Regions from separate parts of the Drosophila melanogaster genome. Here region 2 is linked to region 1. A link is a contact called in public Hi-C data. All regions are on one chromosome and are shown on one strand. The core of a region is the stretch at or near the end of the contact, and the rest is flanking DNA. Distances in the headings are between cores, read along the strand shown. Region 1 holds the start of dmt (dalmatian). Region 2 holds the start of CG5359.

Region 1 (4,968 bases), core at 2,144-4,643:
TATGTATGATATAAAATTGACTTCTATTTCATTTGGAAAAATTTTCCCTTGGACTAACAAATAGTTCAATTCACAAAGATTAAGATTTTTCATTTATTTAGTTTAGTCATAATGATAGGCTATAATACCGAAACATCAAAGCTGTACATAATCCAAGCTTTTGATAATAAAAATACATGCTTAGCTTAACCTAGAATTGCATAAAGTGCACTGCAAGCACTTGGTTAGTTACATTAGACTGTTGTCCTTATAAATATTCGAGGAAACGCAATCTTCCTAAATACATTTATACACAAAACAATAAGGTACCACAAATAACTCATAAAAACGAAGCACATTAAATTAAAAACGACTACTTCCCCTTATCAGCGACACAAAAAAATATAAATAATAAACAGGCAATGCGATTATTCAATGATCACTGGGAACTTCTCCACTTCCTCGCATTGCTTGTTGAAACTGGTGACGAACTGCTCCAATTTAGCCTCATGCTCGATGTCTCTGCGTGGCCGTTTAACGTGATGCCGCTTCTTCTCCGGAGAATCCAAGCTCTTGTCGTGCGAGTCCTGCTCGTCCTCGTCCTCACTTTCACTTTCGATGTACAATATCTGCACTCGCTTCTTTCGCTTACGTTGCGGACGCTCCTTCACATAGGTTCGTCTGGGTTGCTAGAACAGGTTGAATTTTTAAAACAATTAGGCGCCGTTTGCCAAAATAAAAGATTTCAAATGTTGTATACAAAACTACAGACTTACGACTAAAATTTTTATTTGTGTGAGCGGCTTACTACCGATCAAAGAAAGACTTAAATCTTTGCGGCCCTGTTTGCTCAACTAAAACGTTAACGTCTCAGTTTTAAGTTAATCTAGCGTTATGAGGTCAGTGTCTACACTCACTGTTTACAGTGTCGACGCTTTCCCAACGCTTGGACGAACCCATTACATAAATCCTACCTTATCGGCAAATGATTGCTCCGGCTCGTCCTGGTCAACCCTAAACAATCCCATCGATTCCCTAGCAGTGGGTGCAGCAGGTTTCCGTTTCGCCGGTCGGGGCGGCGCAATCATAGTGGAGCACAACATATATCTGATGTCGGTTTGCTTCGAATGTGATTCGCCCAGGCAATCGGAACGAATAGAGGTATATGATACTTGTGGAAGCTCACCATCTCTGGGTCGCAGCTCCGCAAGACGATGGAGCTTATCATGCAGATTTACATTTTGACTCAGCCCCGTGAAATTGGCTGGCGAATCTTGGCTTTCGGTGATAAATTCATCGAATCCAAAGAGGTTTTGTGAAGATGATGTTCGTTCTTCCGTATTCGTTTCCTTTTCTTTTGGTATATTTTCACAGGGCAATATTTCGTTGCATCCGAAAGTATTTACTTCCGTTTGATTACGATTAGCTAAAGCAGGAGTCACTTCTCTGTTTAAGGACATACTGGTAGGAGCGATACCTTTTGAGGGAGTAGTTGACTTTCTAGGTATATCTTCACATGCAAAATCATCATCGAAACCAAAAAGATTCGACCGCGTTTGACTGCGTTGCGCTGGGGATGACGTCGCCATTGGACGAGGTGCCACTCTGGTAGGAGTGATTTCTTTTGAAACAGTGGCCGTCACGTTCTTCTTCCAAGACGGCAGTGTCACTACTTCTAGTATGTTAATATCCTTAAAGGGCGTTCGTTTCTGCAGCGTTCTCCGAGGATTCGGCAGGTGCACAAAGTTCTCCGCATTCTCTTCGCTTTCCTGGTCATTGATCGACATCGATTTGCTAATTGTGGGAGGGGGACGGTTCTCCTCATTCGAGTCGTTCGCATTTGAGTCATGATTTTGCTCGTGCAAAGGCGGACAAATGGATTCCTCGTGAGGGATGTTCTCAGCATGCTCTACCGGCGAATCTGGCACATAGACATGCCGACGTTGCACATGATCACTGGAGTACGATGGCATCTGGGAGTTGTTGAAACCAAACATGAAAGTATTGGGCAATGGTGAATCGTCGGAAACGCGCCAGGGGGATTTGCCTCCCGCGGTCCTAACTGCATTTGGAGACTGGTGGGCAATAGGCGACAATGCAGTGGTGGTGGCACTAACATCTGTCACCGGAGGAGCTCTGCGATTCAGCGGCGTGCTAACCAATTGTCGCGCCATGTTGATAAGTTCTCGACGTCTGTCTGTAGATGGCAGTGGATTTTGCGCCTGGGTCTGGTTAAGCATTACGGATCGGGCCAAATTACTGTAGGCTCCTTCGTGCGCTTGCTTAGAAGTGCTCGGCTCCACATGTACCTGGACGGGCACTTCGATGGGCTGCACGTATCCGTGCTCCGAATCGTTGCTATAATCTTCCTCGGGCTCGAAAATGGTCGATAAGGAGCGTGATGGCTTTTGAAGGCGCGGTTCTATGGACTTGGGAACGACCTTGACTGGCTCAGGCTCATTGTCTTTTGTCGAAACCTTTCTTCGATTACCCACAGGTCGGACCTTCTTTGCTGTTCTTTTGGCTCTCGGTTTGCCGATTTTTCTTGACCGCACCATTACGCAGGCCTTTCCATCCTTAACCAAACGCTGAATTATGTCTGCCGCCGGATCCTCCCTGTCACTGTCATCTTCGATCTGCGACTGCGACAGAAAATCGAAAACGTTGCGGGTCACCGATGATCGTGTCCTGGTTAAAGGCTGATCTCTGTGGAAGAAACGAGGTGGTTTTTTGGGCGAAATCTCAGCTGCCGGTCCACTAGGGCTTTTACTCCTTATGCGTTGCTGACATGGCGATGTTTCGGGACCTGCAAGTAGTTGTGCTTATCAAGAAAAGTCCATCATCCGCCTGGTGAGAGCCTCTTACCTGCCACATTTTCCTTGATATTTTGGGGTTGCGTTGATTTCTGTACCTTCGAAGGAATGTACATCGTCGAGTTGCGAGCCGGCTCAAAAGTGCTGGCATCCACATCAGGCGCATCATTTCGAGAAATTTCGGATACGACACCGTTTTTTACCTTAATGCGCCTTATTTTTACCACGCATTTTCTTATGCGACACTCTGGCTCGTTTAGGGCTGTCAAAGATTGTTTGTTTGATAGTTTCGTGGGACGCCCGGGTTTTCGTATTATCGTGGTCAAATCAGCTCCGAGTTTCTTGGGACGCCCGGGTTTACGTATTGTGGTCAAATCAGCTCCGATGGACAGCTTCTTGGGACGCCCGGGTTTGCTTATCGTTGTGCTTAAGTCAGCTCCGATGGACTGTTTCTTGGGACGCCCGGGATTGCGTCTCGTTGCGGTGTTCACATCTGGCGACGGAACACACGGCACCGGCCGTGTTCTTACCATTTTAAGAATATAATTTGTTTACCAAATGAAATTCATGTACAGCTCCCGCCATTTTATTTACTAGTATGACCATCCCCCGATCTCTAAGACTTGCCATGAAAACCACTGAACACCAGTAGGTGTGAAGCTTGACTAACCAGCTAACCGAGACACTTTTCAACACTGAGCGCCAGGGACGGAGCACCGATAGTTGTCGATAGGCGGACAGAGAACCAGATGATTGGCCTCGCAATAATGTAAAAAATAAATAATTAGCTGTTTCCAAATAATCCAAATTCCAAATTCCTTGCACTACGATCCACCGTGCGTGTGTTCGTCGCCGTGAATGTGTGCGGGCAGTTTCGTTTCACGCGCCCCAAGCAAGTACAGCTGAAAATTGAGAAGGAAAGCAAGAAAGAAAACCCCCCAAACTGAAAATCGAGTGAAAGTTTTCTCATCGTCTTTGTTTTGTAATTGTGATTTTCCTGCCTGCTGCCAGCGCTCATTACTGGCAATATTGGATCGACGTCGACATAGTGTCGCTGCTGCGGGCGCGGGTGGCCGACGGCGACTATAGCAACTACACCTTATAGCTACTATAATACTAATGCTATACTCGCGGTCCCTATTGTGATTGTGTTATATATTTAAATCGACTCGATTCGAATCGAATCCAATCGCTGTCGTGGTCGCAGTCGCATTCGCGTTTTCTGGGACTGCTGCAAAAGGCCTTGCGATTTTCTGCGCCAGGTACTGTGTAAAGACGTCGATGTGGGAAGGGGGGTGGAGGCGGTTGTGGGATGGTTGGGATGGCACGGGGCGAATCCCAATAAGAAACTAGCGCGAAAACTGGCATACCAGCGTACATACATACGTACGTACATCGCACGCGACACATGCCATACATACATAGGCGAATTATAATGGCAACAAATAAATGCAACCGACCCAGCAGTTGAACCACTACCACCTATACCACCACTACTACCAAAACCAGACCCTATCCAATTCATTCCAATCCAATCCCAGGCAACGAGAACCCGAAGGCTGACTGTGACGCCAGTGGGGGAAATGGAAATGGAGCCAAGGCAGATGTACATATCTGTGGATGTATCTGCGAATTATGTCTCAGGGTCAAGGACACTGCTTCTGCCTCGCTAACCGTTGTTTGACCTTATTAACGAGTCGGAAGTGGTGGATTCGCCGCTCACCGACTTTAGGGATACCCTTTCGGTTCGCTTATCCAAAGAATAGTAGCTTAGTAGATACATTCATTGGTAGATAGTTGTCCCCCAAAACGAGTCATGCATATAGTCTTTATACTTTGCAAAATAAGTCAAGGTAAATTGAAATGTCCTCCAAATTGTAGATTTCCCTGCGTACTTATAAATCCAATATTAGTTTTTAGATAATCTTTTTCTTTTGAATGCAACATCTCATTAACTTCCGACAAAAGTCAACATAGCTATACATTATTGATCAAACTCTTCGTATCTTCAACCAACTTCGACTAAAATGATTGTCTAAGCTTACAATTGTTCAGAAATTAAACTATTTTGAAGTAAAAAAGGCAGCCAGGTGGATTTGACTAGTAAAAGCATATTTTATGGGATCCCCTTACTTGGTGACACTCGTGTATCCCATATCAAATATTCAACGTATGA
Region 2 (5,459 bases), core at 412-2,911, 290 kb before region 1:
GATTTGGCGCAACATCACAGCACTCAAGTATGCTAATCAATGAAGCTCTATAATAAACAAATCTAATGTAATTTTGTTTTTAGGAAACGCGATGAGGAACTGACTATAAGGCAACAGGAACTGCAACTGGAGTATCGGCATGCCCAGCTGAAGGAAGAGCTCAATCTGCGCTTGTCCTGCAACAGTGAGTGTTATAGTTTCCTCTCAAAACTTTGATATAATATTTAATTCCATCATTGCAGAACTGGACAAAAGCTCTGCCGATGTGGCCGCCGAGGGAGCAATTCTCAACGAGATGCTGGAAATTGTCGCCAAGCGAGCCGCCCTACGACCCACAGCCTCCCAGCTCGACCTCACGGCAGCGGGATCAGCATCCACGTCCGCCGAGGCAACGGGCATTAAGCTGACGGGACAACCGCATGACCACGAAGAATCGATCGTGAGTAAATAGGACCTATATGTTTAAATTTGAAATTGACAACACCACTTGTTTCAGATTTGAATAGCCAACTTTCCCTGGAGATTGCTGGTCTGCGAAGTGGTGCATGGACTGTTGAGCCTAAATACTTAAGATGAAACAAGGGAACAGGGGAGAGCGTACCAAAAAGGCAGCTGAATATACAGAATTAACAATACTAAAACCCGTGAGCTGTAACCGAAACGAGCAACTAACTATTCAAAGTGGATAAGCTGGCTAAGAACAATTTCAATATTTATATAAGTAGAGAGCCTAACTAATATGGGAGAAGCGCGCAAGGTTAATGTAAAAACAGGCAGAGATGAAATCAAAACCAAAAAACTAATTTCGCAATTTAAAAGTAGGGATTACGAATGTTTTTGCGAATACCTTTAGTTTCGTATTCGACCTAATTGTACGTTTTGTTAGTCGTTGCCACTGAAATCTGTCTGATTTTTGTATGTCCTATGCAATATGTTGTGTTTTTATTTAATGTAATGTAGTGAGCGTGTGCAAAGGGTATGTGATTTTGAGCAAATGTAAATGGTGTATTTGAGTTTTCTTAGGTTATTTTCACTTAGCGATTGTTTGTCGATTTCTATGTAAACCGTTTGAGTGTATTATTATTTATTTGACAAAGCACCTTCCGCACATCCTCCCGATCAGCACACCCATGTATGTATTATGTCATTTGCCCCCAATCGAAATCAAAGTGAACACAAAGAGATGCACACAAATATTTTCTAAATGCGAGAGCCTACACATAGCGATGTAAGCGAGAAAGCAACCATTAACTGTATACTAACGAAATCATTTAAATTATTGCGTAACTTTATTTATAACCTGCATATATAAAAACATATTTATCGAATTTATTATGTAACTTTTCGATTTATTTTGAATTGAATAAAGATTTTATGAAACCTAAGGACGATTTTATAGTTCTACTTTATCGTGAAGTTTTCCTTAAATGTCCTTAAAGAAATGTTCTTTAATGGGGAAATTCCGCCATCGACGCTAACTTGACGCACATAAAATATTGGCGCGTATTATAAATTTAAATTATCCAGAAAATGAAAGAGGTGCCACACTTCGTTGTTATAAAGTGGCCACACCAAATAAGTTCGGTTATTCGTGGTGACTGACAATTAGGGATTGGCGGGAAAGCCATTTTACCATCTGGTAACACTAGCAATAAGTAAACAAACATAGCAACCAAGATTTTCTTGGTGCTTTCTTAAACACTTTGAAAGGGAATTACGCTGAATTTGACAAAAGATGGCTGACAAACAGTCCACTGAGGAAACAACCAAATCCGTCCAGACTTTAACAGTGCCCAACCCAGCGGATAGGAAGTCGGAAAAGTCGGCGTCAGGAAGTCTGCACTCCGGCTCAGCCGATGGTTTGGAAAATCAAGAAAAGTCGGAAAAGCCCGGCGACCAGCCCACCGCCTATAGCATGCGACCGGCCTTTGGGGAGATGTTTCCCCTGCCCACCATCAAGAGCATAATGAACAACGTTATGGCCGAGAAACTCAAAGGTTAGTGTGAAAATCCATAAATATACTGCGCGTTGCCTAGCAACTTCACTATTTGAAGACAAAACCTATGACAAGGACGTCGCCAAGAAGTGGACCAGTGAGATCGCCGACGAGGTGAACCAGCAGATAGCCAGCAGCTCCCTGGTGAAGCGGTACAAGCACGTGGTCCAGGTGATGCTAGGCCAGGAGCTGGGTGCGGGGGCCACTTACAACTCGCGCTGCTGCTGGGATTGCGACTGCGACACTTCCGTCTCCGAGGTCTTCAGCAACACCAGTCTCTTTTGCGTCTGTACAGTGTTTGGAACGTATCAGTACTAAAACCGATTTCCCACAGAACTAGTTAGACTAAGGATTATACTTTAATGGGGTGAGCTTACATTAAATGGGTTGTCACGAGATGTGTTTTCTAAAAATATTATATAGATAAAATATTCAACAAATGTTGTTTAATTTAATGATAATTTTAAGTATGAAGTTTCTTTACTTCCATTCAAATTTCATCTGCCCAGAGTCTCGTGACACCCCCGTATATTTACATTTTAATCTAAGCAATGCTAACATCTCGTATTAGTAGGCACCGGGAACAAAGGGTTCATCACTTTCGATAGTCGACCTTCGTCGTGCTTCATTGGATGCGTACGTTCAGCGGATTCAGTATGCGGCCCGACATCACAGCCACGTCCAAGTCGCGATCGACGATGAAAAACAGAAACGGATGATTCACAGAGATCTGAATGGGCTTCGATTGGGCGCCGTAGTTGCCTAGAGAGTAAAAGGAAGTGTTTATTGCACTTTGTCTCGTGTTGCAGAGGCTGCAACTGTTGCAACACCATTAGGTTGGGCATTCGCAATGCGTTGCGGCTCAATGCCTCCACTCCATTCCATTCAGGTGTGCTGCAATGCGAGACACTTACGCTTCAGCTGATTGATGGGATGCGTACGGATGGTGACGTCTATGGATTGCTCAATGTGTCGCACGTAGACGCCCTTCTCCTCAGTCATGGGCCTGAAATCGGCGCGATTTGGTTCGAATACGTCGCAGCTGCAACGAAAGTAAAATGAAGCCAGGAACTGGAGCTATTACACCCATGCTTACATTCCCATCTGCAACAGAGAGCACAAAAACCAAAGACACCTCAATAAAAACACAAAAATGCACTCTACAAATGAATACATACATTCTGCAAGTCGTTTGTCAAAAACATGGTGCCGTGCAGCTTGAAATCTGGAATGATGGCTTGCACCCAGCGTGGCTTCAACTGCTTCCGCATCAGTCGAAGGGTTGGTCCCAGTTTCAAGGAGGCGGCGGCTGCAACAATATCCGTGTGGTAGTCGGGCAACAGGATCATTAGGTTGTACTCCGGTGTGTCCAATTCCAACTCCAGCACGCTCATCTTCAGGTGCTCAAAGTACTTGTAGTACAGCACTGCGTTATATACCTTGAAGGTGGTGTGCACCACCTGTTGATTGCCCAAGTAGAATACGTGGCTGATCACATCCGTGTTATAGTTGGACTTTCCCTCGGCCGCCTCTCCGATATAGTGTGGCTCAAAATCATTCGTGATGGGTGCAAAGGCAGCGGGCACTGGCGGCGGAAAGTGCAGCGGGTGGTGCGGGACATGCGTGTGCGGATTGAAGAGGGTCAGAAAGAGATTTGCATCCAGATCCTTGTATGCTGGTATCGCATGACGCTTGTATCGTGCTGTCTTCGTCTTGCGAGTCACCGATATGTTTGCTGGTTGCACGGATGGCGCTATAATAGAAATTACTTGCCGTGTTCCTGGTGGCTTTCGCTCCGCCACCTGGCGAGCCATCATTGGCATTGGCATGGCCACTGTTCGCGCACTGGGCAGGTAAATGGGCTTGGGAGTGATTGGATTCGAATGCTTTAGCGGCGCCTGTAGTTTGCTGGTGGGCAATCTGGAGACTCGAGCCTTCTGGATGCGCAAGAGAGGCTCGGAGTCCTCCTCGGCTACAAAAGCGGACACTAACTCGGCTGCTTCATCCTCACCAGCGGGCTCAGCGGCCTCCTCTTCACCCGATGTTGCAGCAGGTGCTTCTGTGGTGGCCTCCGTTTCCGCTGGAGTCTCTGTGGTGGTGGTTGGTGGCTCTGCCGTTGTCGTCGCCGGCGGCTCTGTGGTTGTTGTGGCCGGCTCTTCTGTTGTGCTCTCCGCATCCTTTGACGTTGTGGTTTCCGCATCCATTTCCATGGTCGTCGTATTGCTGGCCATTGTGGTGTTGACCAACTCGGCATCTGATGTGAGATTGGCTGGTGTGGAGGAGAGCATATCTACACTTAAGTCATATCCGTAAAACATAAGAACCGTCTCAAAGTCCTTGAGAACAGTGACATTGCCCTTGTTCAAGCTGAGTCCTTTCAGTGGATTGTCGGAGCCAAAAAAGTAAGTCTGGAAAATAGAATAAAAATCTATAACATTAGATTATCAATCATTATTTAGCATATATGCTGAGTATGTCCTTTATAGAGTCCCAAGTTGTAAAATATATATGTTATTTAGACTCTGCTAATTAAAAAAATTTCTAAAATTAAGTTAGCCCTCCAACGAGCCTACTGATCAATTTCATTACCCAAATTCTGATCAGCAATAGGTACGCAACGATGGACAATTAAAAAATCTATTCACTTGAACAAATGCTGGTTAGTTTTTTGGGAGATTAACCGATCCAATGGGGTCGACGAACTATTGAAACCAGATTGGAGATCGATTGAGCTTTGGTCATGGGCCTGGGGCAATTTGTTTGTCAGTACGCATATCTGGTTTTTCATTTTGTTCTTTATCAATGACCACTTGGTGCTCCCCATTCTAACCACCTCACTTTCGGACTGGTGCTTAGCCAGGCGTGTAAATGTGCGTGGCCACTTAATTTGGATGGCGTTCTCGAGCGGATTACCCCCCATGGCAATGGGTTAAGTTCAAAGCAGCTGCCACAATGGCCTACTTGGTGGAATCCAATCTCACCCGCAGTCGTCGATGGATGTCGCGGTAGCCCACGCGGGTCACATCCCTGTTGTTGGGCAGCTGCAGGACATGGCGCAGTTCCTCGGCGGTATTCCCGGCCGAACCCTCGAACAGAGCCACCAGCACACTGACCAAGGCAGTGGGCGAGAAGGCGAAGTTGTTGCGGTTCAGGATGGAATGGTAGTGGAGCAGGCGGTGGGTCAGGTCGTTGGTCAGGTCCACCATCACCTCGGCGGGAGTCAGCTCCTTGGCGGCCAGCACCTGAGGTAGATGATCCAGCGGCGTTAGCGGAGGCGGCGGAAAGTGCGGATGCGGAAAGCCGCTGGCACGAAATTCTTCATGGTCAATTTGTATATAGTGGGCATCCACCTGGAGTAGGTGGACCAACAGCCAGGTGAACAGTAGCACCAATCCAGCCATGACAATGCAGCTGACCTCGGTCCGAACTGATTGATAGCTCACTTAGCACTCTGATTGTCGC

The links. Hi-C and Micro-C count contacts between places; a contact is called where the count stands out from the background.
Region 2: a Hi-C map of the OSC cell line shows a contact between it and region 1, with 2.9 times the contacts expected there. A contact is called at or near these places in 4 of 107 Hi-C or Micro-C datasets (the D17-c3 cell line, the OSC cell line, embryo and 1 more).

The regions. Positions count from the first base shown.
Region 1 is chr3R:9,709,567-9,714,534 of dm6, reverse strand. It overlaps dmt (dalmatian), which reads right to left and starts at 3,393. Exons shown (of 3, transcript NM_079571.2): 1 at 2,845-3,393; 2 at 954-2,785; 3 at 1-668. The coding sequence starts at 3,325. The coding sequence ends at 408. It overlaps trbd (trabid), which reads left to right and starts at 3,498. Exons shown (of 9, transcript NM_141674.3): 1 at 3,498-4,054. scaRNA:PsiU1-6 (small Cajal body-specific RNA : PsiU1-6) reads right to left here and starts at 928; the gene lies at 770-928.
Region 2 is chr3R:9,997,478-10,002,936 of dm6, reverse strand. CG5359 reads left to right here and starts at 1,661. Exons shown (of 3, transcript NM_141709.3): 1 at 1,661-1,997; 2 at 2,056-2,364; 3 at 2,569-3,166. The coding sequence starts at 1,736. The coding sequence ends at 2,315. It overlaps Spn85F (Serpin 85F), which reads right to left. Exons shown (of 5, transcript NM_141708.3): 1 at 4,979-5,459; 2 at 3,176-4,405; 3 at 3,094-3,101; 4 at 2,912-3,039; 5 at 2,623-2,759. The coding sequence starts at 5,398. The coding sequence ends at 2,623. Mical (Molecule interacting with CasL) reads left to right here. Exons shown (of 24, transcript NM_176447.2): 21 at 1-27; 22 at 84-184; 23 at 243-439; 24 at 497-1,383. The coding sequence ends at 502.